Regions from separate parts of the Zea mays genome. Here region 1 is linked to region 2. A link is a contact called in public Hi-C data. All regions are on one chromosome and are shown on one strand. The core of a region is the stretch at or near the end of the contact, and the rest is flanking DNA. Distances in the headings are between cores, read along the strand shown.

Region 1 (3,692 bases), core at 928-3,427, 220 kb before region 2:
CAAAAGGGAGGGGGTATTTAAAACCACCACATAGTGCCTCAAAATCACAGATTTGGGAAACTACAAAAAAAAGTACTAAGATTCTCTGTTAGTGTGCAGCCACTGCAGCGTATCTGGCCCAGCTCACTATACCCACGAGCCAACGTTCATGAGGTCCAGGTCCACAAGGGCCCACAACATAACAATGCCTTAGACCTAACTAATCCCAAATGATTAAACTGATAGGTGAGAGCTGTCTCCGCCTTATATTGTTCCCCCACCATCAATTTTGAATGTGGGATTAAACCTAACAATCTACCCCATCACCATGTCACCTATGATATTTTTTAGATTTTCTAACCATGGACTCTTATACCACTTGTTAGAGTTTGTAGCAAATTTGGTGCAATTCACTATATCCACGAGTTGGCACCCCGAGGCCAGGTATACTGGAACCCAAATGATACTAAGGTCTTATCGTAACTCAACTCAAAAGACTAGTCTAGTAGGTGAGGGCTGCCCCCGCCTTATATGTTGTGCACCCCACCACTAATTTCTAATGTGGGACACCTAACAAGTGGTATGTTGAATTAGGCACAAGGCCTTCGTTCGTTGTGGGCTCTAGTGGACATAGGCCTAGGGGTGCAAGCTCATGGGTATAGCAAATTGGATTGAATCTATTGCGCACTCTAACAAGTGGTATCAAAGCTCATGGTAAAAAAAACTAGAAAATCTCAGGGGTCACATGGTGATGATGGAGCCTGTCAACGTCTCATAGGCCAGACGGATTGAGTGTGACATAGCGTTGGACTCGGGGAAACCACATAGGGTTGTGTGATGTAAAGAGTTGGGCCCAACATGTGACAAGGGAGATTCTTAGGTTTAGTCCCACACCAAAAAATGATGGCGGGGGTAGCACAACATATAGGCAAGGGCAGCCCTCACCTATCCGACTAATCTTTTGGGTTGAGTTAGGAACAAGGCCTTGGTATGTTGTGGGCTCTGGTGGACCTAAGGCGCTAGCTCATGTGTATAGACAATTGGACCGAATCGGGTGCGCACTCTAACAACACCTCTCAATAGATAAATAATTTCATGAACTCCTATTGTGAAATAAAGAGTTCCATTAGCAAACATATAAAGTTGCACAATTTCTTGTTGAGCTTCATGATCTAGCAAATTAGTTTCTACTGCTCACTAAACTTGCAATTGATTGCAGCAGTGGACAGAATACAATGTAATTTAAAATAACTAGAAAAGTTAAGATGGCTATAGTGCAGTATACTCTTAGAAAATCTAAACCAGATGTATGCAACTCACACCTTAATAAATATAGCTATGACGTGCCAACCTTGCAGGAATTGAATGTTTTACCTTAGAAAAACATCCAAGAAACGGTGAGCACGTTTGCTATTTTATGTTAAGAACTTAAGAATGCATTCACAAGAAACTGAAGTATGGGATAACCTGCCCGGTCCTCTCATAATAGTCGTTGAGCGCCCACTGGTACTTGGACTGGTCCAGCCCGAACCATCTCGAGATGTGCTCGTCCAAGCTCGCGTGTGCTAAACCAAAATATTTTGCTCACATATCAAAATTCAAAGTCACAAACCTTAAAATAAAAATAAACCAGAGCAATTAAATACGAAGGATTCTCTTCCAAGTCACCTTCTTGCATGCGTGCAACCGCGTCCCAGAAGAACGCAAGCAGCGATCCATCTGATCCTGCCGAAGCCTTCCCGAACTGCAATGGCGGCACCTGGACCGGTGGCAAGGAGCAGGAAGAGACCTTTGGTGCCTGCAGCGGCGTTGAGACCGACTTGACGGGCGGCGACGGTACCTGGACCAGCGAGGGTCGGGAGAGCTTCTCGGCGGGAAGCGGCGGGGAGACCATCTTGACAAGCTGCGGCGTGGATACTGAGTAAACAGGCGCGGGCGGAGGGGCTGTCTGCGCCGGTGGTGATTCAGGGGAGTCCTCGGCGCGAGGGCTCGTCGGGGGCGTAGAGAACTCGGACCCCGGGCTCTCGTGCTCCGCCGATGGCGTGAAGAACACCGTGAGGTTTCCCGACTTGCCGATGAGCGGCGGAGGGTGCGGGGTGGAGGCCATCGCCGGAGCTGAGGGGGTCGGAGGACGGAGGTGCTAGGGTTTGGCAGGAGAAGCGGATGCTGTGCGAGAGGAGTGAGACGGCTGCGAATGTGACGCCAATGCCGAGGAAGGGGAGTGAACATTTTCTGAAGTCCCTTTCCTTTTTCGACAATTTAATTTTTTTTGAAATATATTACTTCTTGTTAAAAGCTACTAGGAATCGGAGGCATGTCCGCGCTTCACGGTGACGCTGCTACTGGCTTGCTGACGCGTGGCTGCGGACGTGAATTTTTCTTCAATCCAACCGAAACGAAAGGAGCCATCTGCGTCGATCTCCGCCCCGGCCCCTCCCTCTCCGACCCATCAGGGCAGCTGGCGCCTCTAGGGCATCTCAGCGACTCGGCTCCTCCTCCCGCGCGGTGCCAGCCGCCACCTCGGCCTCGACATCGGAAGCTTCCCCGCCACCTATGGCCATTGTTGACCCCGTACCACGGACGAGGAGGAGGAGGCGGAGGCAGAGGCGGAAGCGGTGTCGGAGGCCTCGTCGATCGGGGCGGCGTCGTCCGACAGCTCCTCCTCCATCGAGGAGAACTCCGCATCCGACAAGGAGGAGGAGGAGGAGGTTGAGAGCAAGGCGCAGGGGCTCGGCATGATGGTGCTGGCCACGCTCGAATCCTTGGATGATGCCCTGCCATCCAAGTAAGTTGCTACTTCTCTGCTAACCCCCCTCTACTACCAGTGTTAGTACCTGCTTCTTCTTCTGTGGTTTTGTTGCTTCTATTTCAGTAGAAATTGGTCCTTCAAAACCACTGCTGGAGATGACATGTTCTTTGGATAAAAAATCCGATTTTTTTTTGCTGCAAAAAAATGATCTTTCTGGCGAGATTATAGAACACTGCTGGTTAATTTAGATCCCATCCCACTAGAGTACTCTAGCTAATAATGAACTCCAAGAGTTGCTCAGAAGGGAACACCGTTCTTTTCCCCATCCGAGGTACATGCGCTACTTCAACGTTATGATCCTTGGGCCGGCGCAGTCGCCCTATGAAGGTGCGAGCTTCTTATTCGGGTTTTTTTTATGCGCTGTTCGTGCTGCGTGGTGTAGAAACTAGGGTGGATCGATAGTCGATTCGAGATAATTCTTTTCAAAATATGCCACCGGAAATGGGGGAAATGCTGAGATGTTTGCTTTAGTCTGTGCACACATAGGTAAGTTTGTACTATTCGGTCGGCTGGTTACTTTTTGGCTTGTCAATTTTAGTTTTTGGGCGGTATCCTGGCTGATGAGTCTCAGCTTCTATCTGCAGCATTCTATTAGCTATGTTAAAGGACAGAGTAATGTTTTGCACCAGTATAGTATTGTATGTGATAGTCATTACTAGCTTGGTTTTATGTGTTGTGTGGGAAACAACAAACAAAAGATTTTTTATTTAGTAGATTATAGTTGTCCGTAGGCTTAGCTATTTTTTATGAATAGGCAATAATATGCTTTGTTCGTTTCATGATCGTAGTCCTTATTCATGTATGCTGTGATGATCTCCTTACCCTCTGATTTGTGTAAGTTGTTCACTTGCTAATCTCCTTCTCGCTTCTCAGAGGTAAGGACTAATGAAGTTACTGGTATGCA
Region 2 (3,283 bases), core at 206-2,705:
GGTTGAAGTGGCGACAAGCTGCAGGTGTCTTATGCGACCACCGGGTGCCACGCAAACTAAAAGGCAAATTCTACAGGACAACAATCCGGCCGGCTATGTTGTATGGAGCAGAATGTTGGCCCACTAAAAGACGACATGTCCAACAACTAAGTGTGGCAGAGATGCGTATGTTGCGCTGGATATGTGGCCACACAAGGAGAGATCGAGTCCGGAATGATGATATACGAGAGAGAGTAGGAGTGGCGCCAATTGAGGAGAAGCTTATGCAACATCGCTTGAGATGGTTTGGACATATCCAACGAAGACCTGAAGAGGCACCAGTGCATATCGGAATAATTAGGCGTCCCGAAAATGTGAAGAGAGGTAGAGGTCGACCAACTTTGACGTGGACAGAGGCTGTGAAGAGAGACCTGAAGGAGTGGAATATTGACAAAGAGCTCGCCGCAGATAGGAAGGGGTGGAAGTGTGCAATTCACGTGCCAGAACCCTGATTGATAGTTTCGCTTTTCCTCCTTAATCGTTTGACCTTTTCTTGTGTCCATTTTAGATCTTGCTGGTCCTTGTGGGTTTTATCTCTTTTATGTGTTTCCCCGTTTCGTTGTTTTCGGTTCTCCTTTGCCTTTGTTTTCCTTTTCTGTTCTTTGGGGGTTGAGCTCTGAGGTTTTCATACGGGGTTTCATCTCTAGCCTACCCCAACGTGCTTGGGACAAAAAGGCTTTGTTGTTGTTGTTGTTGTTGTTGAAACATAAAAATTAGATAAAACGTGACGAGTTAGGTAGCGAACCAAATAGACCCGAAATGCCACAATGGTACGACACAGATTCGAGCATGTTTAATTTGCTGCCTAACTTGCCATACTATACATAATTTTTCTATTAAAATTAGTTTTTCAATTTAGAAGACTAACCATATATAAAGTGTAGCACAGTTAGCCGTGAACTAAACAGAAATGCCGTCATAAGCCAATGGTGATGTGATTATAGAAGCGACTGTTGGAGCAAAAAAAAGTTTGATGTGTCCCTTTTTCATGCAAATCACGCCATATTTTGTTTTTAGGTCCTCATTTTAAGGAATTGTTTGATTTATAGGGACTAGTTTTTAATCCATCAATTTTATTCCATTTTAGTCCTTAAGTTGTAAATAATAAAACTAAAAATATAGTTTTAATGTATGTATTTATCAATTTAGAAACTAAAATGTAAAAAAATAAAGACACTAAAAATTAGTTCTAGAAATCAAACACTTATAAGGACTAATTTTTAGTTCCTTCATTTTATTGTATTTTAGTCTCTAGATTGATAAATACAGAAAATATTTTAGAGCTTCTAAATGAAATAAATTGGGAGGACACTATTTTTGGTTATATATTTGATAATTTAGTAACTAAAATGAAATAAAATTAAAGGATATTATTTTCGTTTTCGTATTTAGTAATTTAAAGAATACAATAAAATGAGTAAACAAAAATTAGTGCATAGAAAGCCAACACTCCCTCTCTCTCTCTCTTGGAGTTGCTGTGAAAATACGACCTATCGGGGACAGCTCGATCTCCCTCCCTTGGCTGGAGCCTGGAGCCGACGGAGCAGAACGACGGTTCCTTGCGGCGGCAGCGACCTCGAGCTGAGGGCGGCGAGAAGGCGGGAACAACTCGATCTCCCTTTGCTAGCTAGCTAGTCCCGATGGAGCCGAGGGTTCCTTGCGGCGACGGCGGCCCCGAACCTAGGGCCGCGAGAACGCATCGACGGGAGGGCGAGCGAAACCACGTCCTCGATGCGCGAATCCTGGAGCCTCAGCGACAGAGATCGAATCCAATCAGGTATCCTCCACTCACGTTCTTCTAACCTATCTCCTTGTATTTTTGTTCTTTATTTTCCTGCGGTCCTTCTAGCGCATCGATAGATCTAGTATGTCCATATCGATCTTCTGGACTTCTGGTAGTCCATTCAGATCCCGTGGAGGCACCAACCTCCTCGTATTGTCCTTAGGATGGAGATGATATCTTTGCTTCTTGCGTTCTGTACCTTAGATGTGTCATATCAGCTGGCTCACATATTTCAGGTATGAGTGAGAGCCTCCATTTCATAGGTGCTTTCATCATTTAATTATCTTTCTGCACATTCCAATTACTTGCTCAAAGAAATCTCGATAACTGAGCATCTGAAAGGAAATCTTGAATGACTGTTGATGAGTGTTCACCGAGCTGCAGGTTAAGATGCTTCTACAGAGAGGGATACCCAGGGTTAATTACTCCTATCAACATATATACATGCATGTGATGCCATCAACCATCCTCTTTAATTTCCCAAACTGAATTCTTTGGAGGCTGCATTCTTCAATTCCTAGCTACCTAGTAGATTCTTTATTCTTTTTTGAGTTAAATGCATCGATGACCCCAGAACTTGTCAAGGGATGCCATTTAGGTCCACGAACTTTGACAATGCATTTCTAGGTCTTGAACTTGTTAAGTGATATACCACACATCCCTAAACTTGTAAAAATGGTACATTACAGGTCTATTTTTGGAGCATACCAACCACTGTGGTGAGCCATTTAACAAGGTTAAGGACCTAGAAATGTATTTCAAAGTTCGTGGACCTAAGTGACATCCCTTGACAAGTCAGGGTCCGCTCATGCATTTAACTCTTCCTTTTCATAAAAGGCCAACCTAGCTCAGCTAATTTCTTTGTTTTGGGTAGATGACTGTTGTGTGCTGTGTCAAGTAGCCGGCAAAACGTTTCTAATGACCCTAGCTAACTAAAGTGAGACTGCTTACACACACGCGCGCGCACACATGCACGCACACGCGTGCACACACATGCACGCACACGTGCGTGCACACACCCACGCACGCGTGCGCGCCCACGCCCCGCACACGCCCGCAGCCCGCACGCACGCACGCACTATAGTATATTATATGTTCTAGACTGTGGGCTACAGATCAACCATGAAGTGAAAAACTTAAGCCAAAGAGGCCCAAGCTATTCCAGACCTTAGAAACCAGGAACGTGTCCACATTCCTTGTTCTGGAAACGTTCCTTCCGCTCCAGGAACATGGGAACAATCTCTTCCCCGTAGTGTTAAAATCTTATTTAAGTACCGTACCACGTTCCTGTTCCTCGACCCCATCGATCCGGGAACCTGGTTACTAAGTTCTAGATACAGCCCATGTCTCAGCTACCCAGTAATTCAATTCAGGTTCTGGTCATCCAGCACCTAGTCGTTCGACGACCAGAAAAGTAGTCGCCTTAATCAAGTCATACCCCCTAGTTGAGTTTGGACTACC

What was found. Hi-C and Micro-C count contacts between places; a contact is called where the count stands out from the background.
Region 1: a contact with region 2 is called in a Hi-C map of tassel, with 6 times the contacts expected there. The contact joins the promoter of LOC100284432 here to the promoter of LOC103641534 in region 2. A contact is called at or near these places in 7 of 25 Hi-C or Micro-C datasets (ear, endosperm, leaf and 2 more) and 1 of 3 datasets of contacts at active chromatin or transcription factors (leaf).

Annotation. Positions count from the first base shown.
Region 1 is chr10:106,719,340-106,723,031 of Zm-B73-REFERENCE-NAM-5.0, reverse strand. LOC100284432 (actin associated protein) reads right to left here and starts at 2,177. Exons shown (of 6, transcript NR_159399.1): 1 at 1,820-2,177; 2 at 1,648-1,738; 3 at 1,447-1,544; 4 at 1,302-1,353.
Region 2 is chr10:106,501,573-106,504,855 of Zm-B73-REFERENCE-NAM-5.0, reverse strand. It overlaps LOC103641534 (Protein RAE1), which reads left to right and starts at 1,455. Exons shown (of 18, transcript XR_004853257.1): 1 at 1,455-1,816.